Linked DNA regions of Mus musculus: regions 2 and 3 are each linked to region 1. A link is a contact called in public Hi-C and promoter capture Hi-C data. All regions are on one chromosome and are shown on one strand. Each heading gives the region's core, a stretch centred on a gene start, on an enhancer-like site or on the middle of the called end of the contact. The rest is flanking DNA. Distances are from core to core; before and after follow the strand shown.

Evidence for each region. Promoter capture Hi-C pulls out the DNA fragments that hold promoters and counts their contacts. A called contact is a pair of places that touch in the nucleus more often than the background predicts.
Region 2: a contact with region 1 is called in a Hi-C map of erythroblasts, with 4 times the contacts expected there. The contact joins the promoter of Tagln here to the promoter of Fxyd2 in region 1. A contact is called at or near these places in 10 of 39 promoter capture datasets (the 3T3-L1 cell line, 3T3-L1-derived adipocytes, the HPC-7 cell line and 7 more), 4 of 15 datasets of contacts at CTCF or cohesin (embryonic stem cells, large pre-B cells, pro-B cells and 1 more), 42 of 484 Hi-C or Micro-C datasets (the 63-12 cell line, B cells, the C2C12 cell line and 24 more), 5 of 115 datasets of contacts at active chromatin or transcription factors (the HPC-7 cell line, embryonic stem cells, epiblast stem cells and 2 more) and 1 of 9 other capture datasets (embryonic stem cells).
Region 3: a contact with region 1 is called in a promoter capture Hi-C map of pre-B cells, with 3 times the contacts expected there. The contact joins the promoter of Phldb1 here to the promoter of Fxyd2 in region 1. A contact is called at or near these places in 1 of 39 promoter capture datasets (pre-B cells) and 1 of 115 datasets of contacts at active chromatin or transcription factors (large pre-B cells).

The regions. Positions count from the first base shown.
Region 1 is chr9:45,403,459-45,407,680 of GRCm38.p6, reverse strand. It overlaps Fxyd2 (FXYD domain-containing ion transport regulator 2), which reads right to left and starts at 1,591. Exons shown (of 6, transcript NM_007503.4): 1 at 1,515-1,591. The coding sequence starts at 1,551.
Region 2 is chr9:45,933,897-45,937,959 of GRCm38.p6, reverse strand. It overlaps Tagln (transgelin), which reads left to right and starts at 1,902. Exons shown (of 5, transcript NM_011526.5): 1 at 1,902-2,126. Sidt2 (SID1 transmembrane family, member 2) reads left to right here. Exons shown (of 26, transcript NM_172257.4): 26 at 1-103.
Region 3 is chr9:44,733,415-44,737,901 of GRCm38.p6, reverse strand. It overlaps Phldb1 (pleckstrin homology like domain, family B, member 1), which reads left to right and starts at 2,704. Exons shown (of 22, transcript NM_153537.4): 1 at 2,704-2,777. Gm24166 (a small nucleolar RNA gene) reads left to right here and starts at 955; the gene lies at 955-1,089.

The DNA.
Region 1 (4,222 bases), core at 342-2,841:
CCACTGGAGTCTTCGTAAGGACACAGTGGAAATGGAAGGCAGAATCAGGGCTTGACTCATCCTAGCTTCTACTCTGCTGTGTCACTGTCCTCCGGACATACTTAACGGGCAGGAGGAGCACTTAGTTTCTGTGCATTCCCGGCCAAAATGGTCTGAGCATCAGCTCGTACAACCTGAGGCACAGTTGTTATTCCCTCTCATCCACAAGAGACTGGGGCACAGAGAGGGTAAGTAAGTCACCCCACAACCACACAGCGAGTAAGGGGCAGAGCTGGGATTTGAACCCAGGCAAAGCGTCACTATGAGTCTACGTGCTAGGCTCCCTTTCAAGTGACATAGAGGAAGAAGACTTTTTCAGACCAAGCTGCCTGCCCCTGGCCCTGCCTCCTGTGGCTCCTTCACCCTGAAGGAAGCCGATATTCTGCTCTCTGCCAGCCTGAGCTCAGAGCACTTACCCTTGGATAGCTGGTAGTACAATGGCCAGCAAAGCTACAATCACACACACACACCACCCCCATTCCCCACTCCATGCCAGCTGTACTCTCTGCTGCCCTGCTGGAGCCCCTCTTGTCCGGGGCCTTTTCTAAAGGGATGAAAAAGTTAACAATTCCCAGGCAACTTTGAACTGTGCCCCTGTAGTGATCAGCCAGCCGCAGGGTCTGGTGAGTCCAGATCCCTCCAGTAGCCAGAGGGGGTCAGTGCTGGTGAACCTCAGGTATGGGTTGTTCAGAAAGGTCAAAATCTAAGGAGAAGCCACAGTGACCCAGGCTCTGCATCCATGCAGAAAGTCTTCCCACACTTCCGTCATGTTCAAGGTCAAATGGGGAGCTAGCATCAGCCTCAGCCAGATCCAAGACAGGACCCCAAACCCCACCCCACCCCCATTTCCCTTTCAGGAAGCATTTAATGAGTCCCTCTTCCACCAGTGTTCTAGGTCAGAAAACTCAACATCTATGGACCGGCAGGGGTCCTCTTGGGCTCCAGGCCTGAGTCTGTGGATTTCAAAACGCTGGGCTTTTCTTGTGACCCTAAGCCTTCTGGGGAAGGCTAAGCTAAAGGGCTGCTCCTCCCATCTCCAACCCCGGCAGCCCCTGACCACTTTGAAATCTTAGTTCTCCATCCAAGATGAGAAAGTCACACTGGGCAGGGCGTGGAAGGCTGAGGCAGGAAGAATGCAGTGAATTTTAGGTTATTCTGGGCTATATGAGTTCCAGGCCAACCTGGGCTACAGAACAACACCCTGTCACCCAGAACAAAGTCACATGTACACACACACGTACACACACACACACACACACACACACACACAAACACACAACACACATAAACACACACACTTCTGATGCTCCAACTTCTGCTATTCTGCTCTTTTTCTGTGGGGGTGGGGTTGAGGATCCCTTCTGAATGCTAATTTTCTAAGAGAGCCACTGGCTGGGGAACTCCAAGGAACAGGAGAGGGAAGGGGTCTAGCTGCCCACCAGAGCCAGTCCCAGGCAGAGTCCTGCCAGTCTCACCACTGTTCGCTGACAGATCTGATATTTCCCCAGCCATCGGGGCTTCTCCACGACGGTCTTCCTGTGGCCTCTACTATGGGGACAGTGTCTGCCGTGGCCAGGGCAGAGGTGGGGGGGCATTAAATATTAACAGTGTCAGGTAATATTTACCCCAGTCACAAGAAAGGCTGAGTGTCCCCAGAGGGGCTCTTGCTGACCCAGGCAAGGGGAGGTATGGGGGGAGCCAGAGGCAGGGAGGAGCTGCCTGAGGTCTCCAGCCCCTCCCAGAGGAAATTTCCAGAGAGCAGGGCTGGGATGGGCAGCAACAGTATTCTTCCATCAGCCGGGGAAGCCGCAGCTGGGAGTGAGATGAGGAAGTGAGAATTTCAAGATGCACTCTCGGTGAAGGGCACATGGGAAGTATAGATAGGGGTCCTGGGTCGGGATGGGGACTTCCAAGTCCCTTAGCCTCCAGAGCTTCCTGCAAGGCCCTGTGGATAGCACCGTGACAGCTTACATTCTCATGGGGCAGTCATGTCTCCCCGCCGTGTTCCTAAGGAGCCCGGCCTGGCTCCCTTCTTACCACAGTCCTGTGAATCTTGGGTCCCCAGCAGGATCAGCCTCAATAGCACTGCTGTCCCTGACAGCCTGTCCTGACTTGTTTTATTTATCCTGGTCCCGAGGCCACCACAGTTAGCCACTCACACCTCAGTCTGAAATCCTCCACCATCCCTGACTAATGTCCTATCCTGATGCCCAACACTCCCTCTTGCGGCTGTCACCATATGCTTATGACTCTTTCAGGAAGAAGCTCAGCTTGATCTTAGGGCTTACAAAGCATTTTCTAGCTGTTGTCTCCCTTTTGCTTTAGTTCCTCTCTTGACATGAGCTATCTGAGGTATGGAGAAGCTGAGGCCCAAGGTCAAACATCCAGTGAGAGTTGAAGACAAATAATGGCTATCCTTTGAGATCCAGGGCTCAAATGCTATGGCCATACCCACCCACCCACCCCCAGCCTGTCCTGCACTCACTGTAACCATCCCCTTGGTAACTATGGTGTGGATTCTGTAAGACCACAGTCTTCTTTGGGTTCCAGATGGTCGACTTGGCCTCCAAGAAGCTAATATCCAACACTAGCAGATGATATATAAATAGATACACAGGTGATAGGTAAACAAGAAATAGATGATAGATAGATAGATAGATAGATAGATAGATAGATAGATACATACATACATACATACATACATACATACATACCTGCATGCATACCTGCATGCATACAAGCTATATAAGTGATAGGTTGATGGAGAAATGATACCAAGATGGATAATAGATTTATGGATAGATGGATAGATGATAGATAGATAGATAGATAGATAGATAGATAGATAGATAGATAGATAGAGATAGATGGATGAGTGCATGCATAATACATATATATACACATACATAGCTACATACATACAGGCATACATATATACATATGCGCATGCATACATACAAACTACATAGAGGATAGCTAGATCTATAAAGGATTTATGAATGGATAGGTGATAGACAGACAGACAGACAGATATTTGCTCCCCTGGTGCAGTCAGTCCTTCTGAGAGGAAGGGCTCCATCTGTAGGTGCCCCTCCATCAATGTCAGGACACTGGCACTCACCACTTGCCTTTGTCATTTGCTTACCTTTCCATTGCCGATTTGTTTATCTCTCCATGTCTATCTTGTCATCTATACAGTGGGCAGGGCACAGGACTCTGGGAGGTTGTGGGGACTGAGATAGGCACTTCAGAATATGGCCTAGGACAGTGGTGGGTACCATTGTTTCTGTACTGCTTGATAAATGGCAGGCATTAGCCTTTTGTTTGCTGGTACCATCGGAGAGCCAGCCACTCCCTGCTAAGTGGTAAGAGCAGAGACCAGCCCTGGCTGGATGGCTTAAAAGCACTCACGCAGCTCTCCCGAGCTTCCGGAGCCCAGCAACACACACTCACACAGAAGGACAGCAGCCCCGCCCTGTGAGAGTCTGCCCCCACACGCCAGGCTCTCAGCACTCACGGCCCCCATCTAATAATCTCCAGTAGTTCCATTTGACAGGTGAAGAAACTAAGGCTGAACATTTGCTTCCCCCAACCACACCTAGAGGGGCTTGTGCCATAGCCCACCAGAGACCCGAAAAACTGAGAGCAAGGGAAGACACACAGAAAGGGAAGAGCAGAGCTGGAAGGTCCAGGTTGCACGATGGCTGCCAAATCTTTTGCCAGGCTTCACAGAATTCAGCAGTACCTCCGCCCCTTATCATGTTACCTTGGTAACTATCTTTGTAAGCCCCTATGAGTTCTTTCTAGAACAAGAGATCAAAATAGGCATCAAGTTAGAAAGACATATGACAAACAGACAGACAGACAAAAGGATGGGTGAATGGATGGATGGATGCATGATGGGCAGGCAGATAGGTAGACAGGTAGGCAAAGCCATGGGAAAAGCAGGTTGACAACTACTTTTCTGTTCTAGGCACTGGGGAAGTCACCCCTCCACTGCCATGGCTCAGTTGGAAAAAGCAGCACTAGCTTCATCCTGTCTCATCTGAGGCACAGACAAGTGGCATAACCTGCCAGAGAGCAGGCAGCTAGGAAGTACCGGGGATGAAGATGTGACTCGGTAGTCTGATGCACGGGCACACAGCTGGATGAGGAGGCTGATAGGGAGTTGATTTCCATAGCC
Region 2 (4,063 bases), core at 653-3,152, 530 kb before region 1:
CTGAGCTTTGTTCTATGTTCCTCCATGCTACGGTTGCAATTGTTTTCTATGAACGAGTACATTCAATAAAGACAACCAGACCTGGGATTTGGGGTCTTACTGATGTGTTGGGAGGTGCAGGAGCCTCCGTGTCCCATTTATTTTGGCCTTCCCGTCTCGTTTCTGTGCGTGGCTACATTGGGAATGACCTTCCTTGATCCCACCAAGCCACCCATTGATTCTGTAAACATGTGACCCTTGCTCCAAGCATTGCTTACAGGAGCAGGATACTGAAAGTGTGTCTGTGCCCTCTCCTGATAACCCCTCCCTTCAGCAGGCACACAGCACCTGACTACCCACCACGTATGTAAACGTCAGTATCCTTTCCAGCCAGCTCTGCAGATGGGTGTCCAGGCTGTGCCATGATGCACCTCAAGTGGGCAGAGCCCTTGCAGGCCAAGGTTTTAAAGGCTGTTCAGGAATGGATGGCAAGCAGGATCTAAGAGGAGGGGGGGTTGTTGTTGTTTGGGGGGGGGGTGGTTTTGGTTTGTTTTTTTTGAGACAGGGTTTCTCTGTGTGGCCCTGGCCCTCCTGGAACCCACTCTGTAGACCAGGCTGGCCTTGAACTCAGAAATCTGCCTGCCTCTGCCTCCCGAGTGCTGGGATTAAAGGCGTGTGCCCATCGAGGAGGGAGATTTTATTTAGATTATAAAAAGGACGGGATTTGGGGAATCCTGTCTAGTGAATTCAGGACGTAATCAGTGGCTGGAAAGCAAGAGCTCTAGAGGAGCTCCAGCTTATTATGACCCTTCCTTCAGATGCCACAAGGAGGTGCTGGAGTTCTATGCACCAATAGCTTAAACCAGCCAGGCTGGCTGTAGTGGATTGAGCGTCTGAGGCTGCACCTCTCTGGCCTGCAGCCAGTTCTGGGTGAGACTGACCCTGCCTGAGGGTTCTCTCCTTCCCTCTCTCTACTCCTTTCTCCCTCTCCCTCTCCCTCTCTCTGTTTCCTGAGGTTTCCAGAATTGGGGATGGGACTCAGAGACACCACTAAAGCCTTACCTTTTAAGAAGTTGCATTCAGTGAGTGTGTGAGACATAGCACAGATAGGGGCAGAGGAGAGCTGGTTCTGTCTCCACTGTGTTTGGTCTTGGGTACTGAACTCAGACCATCAGGTGTGATAGCAGTTGTCTTTAACCCTAACCCTGAGCCTGTCTCACCTGTCCCTTCCCAAGACCACTGAAGCTAGGTGCAAGATAAGTGGGGACCCTTTCTGAGGTGGTAGGATCTTTCACGATAAGGACTATTTTGAAGGGAGGGAGGGTGACACTGTCCTAGTCCTCTTACCCTAGTGTCTCCAGCCTTGCCAGGCCTTAAACATCCGCCCATTGTCACCGCTCTAGAAGGGGCCAGGGTTGACTTGCTGCTAAACAAGGCACTCCCTAGAGAAGCACCCGCTAGAAGCATACCATACCTGTGGGCAGGATGACCCATGTTCTGCCATGCACTTGGTAGCCTTGGAAAGGCCACTTTGAACCTCAATTTTCTCAACTGTTAAATGGAGTGGTAACTGCTATCTCATAATAAAGGGGAACGTGAAAGGAAGGCGTTTGCATAGTGCCTGGTTGTGCAGCCAGGCTGCAGTCAAGACTAGTTCCCACCAACTCGATTTTAAAGCCTTGCAAGAAGGTGGCTTGTTTGTCCCTTGCAGGTTCCTTTGTCGGGCCAAACTCTAGAATGCCTCCCCCTTTCTTTCTCATTGAAGAGCAGACCCAAGTCCGGGTAACAAGGAAGGGTTTCAGGGTCCTGCCCATAAAAGGTTTTTCCCGGCCGCCCTCAGCACCGCCCCGCCCCGACCCCCGCAGCATCTCCAAAGCATGCAGAGAATGTCTCCGGCTGCCCCCGACAGACTGCTCCAACTTGGTGTCTTTCCCCAAATATGGAGCCTGTGTGGAGTGAGTGGGGCGGCCCGGGGTGGTGAGCCAAGCAGACTTCCATGGGCAGGGAGGGGCGCCAGCGGGCGGCAGAGGGGTGACATCACTGCCTAGGCGGCCTTTAAACCCCTCACCCAGCCGGCGCCCCGGCCCGTCTGCCCCAGCCCAGACACCGAAGCTACTCTCCTTCCAGTCCACAAACGACCAAGCCTTGTAAGTGCAAGTCATGGGAGCAGAAGGGCTGTGGGCTCAATTAGATCCCCTAGTCTCTTCTAGTTTGCTGGGTGGAATTGGGTCCCTAGAGACCATTCTCTGTGTTAGACAAAAAGTCTGGGTTAAAATGCCTAGGATGATTTGACTGGGGCAAAAGAATAAATGGGGTGAGAGGGAGGCTCAAATTTCAGTCACTGTCCCACCCATAGGTGTATGGGCTATGTGTTAGGCCCAAAGAGGTGACAAATGAGGCCAAGGGAACAACTCCATCTTTGGATCTCCAAGAAGGTGAGGGGCTAAGTTCTGGAAAGCAGTGACCCACTGATGGTCCCCAGGGCTAATGCAACTCGGGGGAGCCAGGAGGTAGCCCCCTCAGGCAGTGGAGGACTAAAGATCTTATTTTTTGTAGCGCTAGGGATCAAACCCCAGGGCGCTATGTGTGGCAGGCATGTGCTCCATCTACCACAGAAGTTTAATGCTTCAGACTAGCCTGGGATAGGGCCTGCTTTTTCTTTCCTTTTCTCTCTCTCTCTCTCTCTCTCTCTCTCTCTCTCTCTCTCTCTCTCTCTCTTTCTTTCCTTTTCTCTCTTTCACTCTCTCTTTCTAATTTTCTTTTTCTTTTTTTCTTTCTTTTCTTTAGACAGGGTTTCTCTGTGTAGCCCTGGCTGTTCTGGAACTCACTCTTTAGACCAGGCTGGCCTCGAACTCAGAAATCTACCTGCCTCTGCCTCCCAAGTGCTGGGATTAAAGGCGTGTGCCACCACTGCCCAGCTAAGGTTTGCTTTTTCATGGCAGCTTGGTCCAGTTTGAAAGTAGGAGGTCAGTCCACTGTAGGCAGATAGGTGACAGGTGGCAGATAGGTGACAGATAGGTGACAGGTGGAGGAGCTTTGGAACTGGGACTGGACAGCCCTGGGACCCCTGTTCCTCCCAAAGGGTCTTGGTGGTTCCCCTTGGGGCTCTCTAAAGGATGTCAGTGGGCTGTTGCCACATCTATATAAGAGGACTAGTCTTCTGGAATTTAGGTGTGATCTCTCAGGGATGCAGAAATGCTCACCCTTACTGTCATTTTATGGGCTGAGGTACCACAGGCAGATATACCCTGGTTCTGCTTGTTGTCCAGGGTCTCTGCTACATGGAGGCCCCTTTCCACAGCCTAACCTCTCTACCTGCTGACAGGAGGGCTGGATGGCCACAGGCATCCAAGCTGCGCATCATGCAGGTGTTTTGCGTTGGAGCTTTTGTCTAGAAATACCCTGGTGGGCTGCCAAACCACCACCCATATCCCTCTCTCCTCTCTGCTGCCTCTAAGATGACAGCTTGATTTTTCTTATAGTGATTTTTTTTTTTGGTTTTGTTTTTTTGTTTGTTTTAAGTTAGCATACAAAGTAATACATTTCATCATGGCATTTGGACATACATATATATTTTATTTGCTCTCCTGGCCTCTTCTCAAAGAGACTTCTCTGGACTTTCTTGTATTTTTGGTTGTGAGCCTAGCCTTTAACGGCTGAGCCATCTCTCCAGCCCTTCTTTGGACTTTCTACTTCATACTTCCCACCAGTCTGGGAAGAAGGGCACATGGAATCTTGAGAGCATGACCTGACCCAGACCTGACAGATGTCAAGGCTGCAGTGTATGCTCTTGTTGCTACGGCTTGTTCTTAGTCCTGCAGTTCAGAACTTTCTGGAGACTGAGAAGTGCATGTGAGGACACTCTCCTCCCATCTTTTCCTCTAGTGGCTAGTGATGTTTGGTTTTTTGTTTTGAGACAGGGTTTCTCTGTATAGCCCTAGCTATCCTGGAACTCACTTTGTAGATCAGGCTGGCCTCCAACTCAGAAATCTGCCTGCCTCTGCCTCCCGAGTGCTGGGACTAAAGGCGTGCGCCACCACTGTCCAGTCAGGAGTAGAAGGAAACTGTAAGGTGCTTGAGACAG
Region 3 (4,487 bases), core at 1,455-3,954, 670 kb after region 1:
GTTTGAAGCTCAGCCTGTCTGAGATGCACTCTTGGCTTTTTTATTCCTTACTCTGGCAGGGAGGGACCTAGAGAATCTGGTCAGTTTCAGGGACTTCCTGGAGCTATTTTGAGTTGTTTACCTTCCTTAAGGAACTTCCCTGCAGGAAAGAATGTTTCAATCTTGAGGAAACTATTACACAACCAGAGGGATCCTTTCTGGGAGAGGGAGTAGACTACAGCGGCTGCTGGCCAAATGAGTACCGTTCACCCTCTTCTGGAGCCAGAGGGAGCACAATTTGAGAAGAGGGACCAAATGGGAGGTGTGCCAAGGGAAAGGCAGGAGGAGTGTGGAAACCCACTCTTGACAGCCACAGCTAAGTGCAGAAGGCTTTGAAGAACTCACCCTTCTTTCCACACCCAGCCTCTGCCCTCTCCCCCTGCTTCCATTTCGGAAAGTCTGAAGCTTGCTTGGAAAGCTGGTTGGTCTCTGCTTTCTTCTCTTCCTCCCACTTTGCGCTCGGAGCCGAGCTCCCAGCTGCTCGACCTCTTGCATAACTGTGAGAGAGCACTGGGCTTCTTGATGGGCTCCAGATGTGGAGTGGGATGAGGGTGGAGGGGTGGGGGCAGAAGGTCTTTAGTCCCCTGAGTGCTCTAACTGTGGGAACACAGAGGCTGGACACAGCAGGAGATAGGACAAATTTCATAGAGCCTTGATCATAGTGTCAGCTGGACAGTGAGACACTGAGAAAAAATTAGGTGCTATTTTAGAGCCCCCTGCCTCAGCGTCGTCACCTGCCTCTGGCGGGTTTAATGATTGCCTGACCAAGTTAGTCAGCAGCCACCCGAGGTTAAGAAAAAGATGGAAGAATTTGAGATCCCCCTAATCAGAACCCCTCTCCAAATGCTAAATTTGCAACAAGATGATTTTGTTTTGCTTTCTCTTTTTGTTCAAAAAACCAAAAACAAAAACAAAATGGCCCTGAATCAAGGCTGCAGTTTACTGAAGCTGTTGGTTTCAAGCAGGAGCCTAAAGAAATATCTTTCTGTGGTCTGTTGGCCATTGCAGAAATTGTAAGTCTTATGGTCAATTCATTAGAAAGAAACATCTGGAAGAAAAAAGAAAAAAAAAAAAACCAAAAAACCACCACCAACAACAACACACTAGAGCAGCATGAAAAATACTGTTGTGATTGACATATGCCTCAGGAAGGTTGGCCAGAGCTGAAATTGTTCCTTGAGCCTCAAATGATACGAAGAGAGGTAAAAAGAAGCTGCTTATATCTTGGGACTTTCTGGTGACCACAGTGCACTTGTCACCTCTGTTAGCTAGAGGAGGTGGCAGGTAGGACTCCTTCTCCTCCTCCCTCTTGTTCATTGCTCCACAGTCTCAGGTTTAATCGCCAGCTGTGGATGCCCCCTACTAATGCTAGTTCTGTCAATGAGTGACCAAATTCCTGCAGTTCAGTCTCCTGCCATTCCTGAGAGAGAGAGAGAGAGAGAGAGAGAGAGAGAGAGAGAGAGAACACAGAACAAAAGCCACTGGAACAGAACTGGGTTTGTCCATTCCAAAGAGGACTTTCATTTTAAATTTTCTCCAACCCATCCCATCTGGACCTTAAGCCAGACTTGGGGGCTTCCTGCTTGTTCCTTCACTGAGGAAAAGCCTCTGCCAATCCTTTAGTGCAGGTTAAAGAGGCCCAGTCTAGTCTGAGTTCAGCTCCCATGAGGCCTCCCAGCCGTCTCCTGGGGCAAGAGCAGGCTTTGCAAGGTGCGGCTACACTGTCAGCTTGGATTTCGGGGTGCGGGTTGGACTGCTGAATGACTTCGCCAGGCTGGGCTTATAGACTGCCCCCCTCCCTCTTTTCTTCCTCAAACTCCCACTCTTCAGCCAACCTGGTGTCTTTCTACCCTGCCTCCAGCTCCAGCTGCAACCCAACAATTCTTTAGTGGAGGTGAATGGACAGAGGCAAAAAGGCCGGCTCCATTCAGCTTTCCTGGGTCCTGTGGTTTGCACCACACTTTTTTGTTTGTTTTTGTTTTTTGAGACAGGGTTTCTCTTGTGTAGCCCTGGCTGTCCTTGAACTCATTCTGAGACCAGTCTGGTCTCGAACTCACAGAGATCCACCTGCCTCTGCCTCCCGAGTGCTGGGAAAAAGACCACCATCATTTGGCTTACAGCACACTTTCAACGGACCTTGCCTTCACGTTCATTTCTGAAGCATGGTGTGCAATTATTAAATCGACAACTCTCTATGGTGGGGCTTGGAACAGCAAAGGGTAGGGGCTGACCTGGGTGCCCTCAGTTGATGTTCTGAAAGGAAATTGAGCATCTGTGGTAGGGCTGCGCTAGGACTCATGGGGAGTCAGGGGACGATTCAGGCATCTTGGGTAGGCGGAGGTAAATAAAGAAGTGCTTCGAGGCCCAGAGTGGAGGGTGGTCTAGGAGGGTCGGAAGGGGAGGGTGAGAGGAGAGTTTGCACGGTGGTGGCCCTGGTGGTGGTGGTGGAAAGCCCAGCTGTACAGATGAACAAAGCGGGCGCTGTGCAAGCGGGGGAGGTGCTGCTGTGGGAAAAGCTGGGTGGGGGCCTTGGGCTCCAGCACCACAAGGGCGTCTTCTCTAGCTGGCCAGGCGGACAGGACGGGATGGGGGCGGGGACTCAGGGAAGCGGGGCGGGACAGTCTCCCTCTCCTCCTACTCAGCTGGCTCCAGGGGAAAAGCAACAGAGTCTTCGCCAGCCTGAGGCCGCCGCGGCCCACTTGGGCAAAGGGGCCGGTGTCCCCCCAACTCCCCACAAGGTAAGCGTGCCCCTCCCACTATGCCTCGGGGTTCCATTCGCCGTCTGGCTGAGTCTACAGAAGGGAAAGTCCCCGGGACCAGACGAGACCAGTCTGGCCCAGCGAACTGGGTAGAAAGGTGCGGAAAAAGGGGGCCATGCCAGGTGAGTGCGTTGGCGGAAGGGGCTTTGTGGGCCGCCCTCGGCGAACTGCTTGCTCTTGCCCTCCTGAGTCGTTGCCAGCGCCACCGCCAGAGGGGGCCCTGGTATTAAGTGGAGGAATTCCCCCCCCCCAAGTCTTGCGGGATCTAGATCCTCCTGTGGGCACCCCGATGGCCAGTATCCCACACTTGCAGTCTCGGGTTGGGTACGCGCGCGGGACCTTGTCTACAGCATCGCACATGGTTCCTCTCCACATCAGCAGGACCACAGGAAGGGGGATCCCCTAGGCGTCTCCGCTCTTGTCCTCGTTCCAGCTGCCTGGATGGACTCAAAAAGATGTGGAGTTCAACTCTGAGGCGTGGGAGGGAGTCAGGGAGGGATCCTGGGGTTTCCATGTCTAGGGTCTCCTGGGCACTTTTCCAGGACCCCCGTTATCTATGAGGGTCCCCGGCGACCTGGGATGACTGAGCCGTTGGCTCCCGCTCCGCCTCCGCGGTCTGGATCCAAAAACAGCGCGGAGTTCCCCAGCCGAGGTCGAGCGCCGTCATCGGACTCCCCCGGGATGGGGAAGCGAGGGTAGGCGGCTGGGTGGGGTCGTGGGGCGCGGGGTTGCCCTGGCGCCGCGGACGCTTCCGCCCAGGCCAGCGCAGCGGGGATTTGGCTCGCGACTGCGCGGCCCGGCGGGGGACCCAGTGAGCCGGGGTGGGGCTGCATTCTGGGCCCGTTAGCTCAGCGGTCCCGGAGGCTCCCGGAGACTGACTCATCGCACTTCGGGCTCACTCCACAGCGGTCACACAAACAGAACTGGCCACTAACACGGGCGTCCGCACAGCTCCCACGCACAGCATCCCACGCCTCACCTCCGCGCACCCGCAAGACACGTCACACCGACAGTCCAGTGTCACCCCACGGGTGCACACGTGAATCCTCACATGGGCCTCGACTTCACACACTTAGTCCGCTTCACACCACGCACTCCACGCGCTGGGAAGGGTCGCCCGGGAAGACTGCTCCACTCACGCAACCTCCCCGCACGCACGCACCTCCCTCCACATGCCAGCCCCCTTCCTGCAGCTGCGAGGCCGCCCCCTTTCCCTGCTGTGCAAACAAGCGACTTTTTCTCTCTCTGCCCTGCTGAAGAAAGGCCGCTTGTCCCCGGGGCCGGACGGGCGGGGCTGCCGCAGCAGGCGACCCAACACTGCTGCCTTGTCCCACCCGGTGGCCTGGGGAGGGCCGAGCCTCTGCTGTGGGGAGATCCACGAACCCTGCGGGTTTCCGAGAAGTGCACCTTTCCAGCGTCGCTCCCCAATACTCCTCCACCCCAACTACTCTTCCCAGCTCTGTCTACTCTGTCCCCAGACTGTGCAAGACTCTGTTCTCCCGCTGCTGGGGATTCCTCTTTTCCTAGCTGCCCTCCGGTTCCGTTCCCCGCTCCAAGGTGCTCTGAAGCGCCTGGTTTATCCTCTCCTATTTGGGGAATGTATGCTAAGTCTGCCCCCTCCCTCCCCATCACCACCACTCATGCTTCTTAGGGTTCCCTGGCCTTCCCTACAGTCTATTTTCCTAGTTC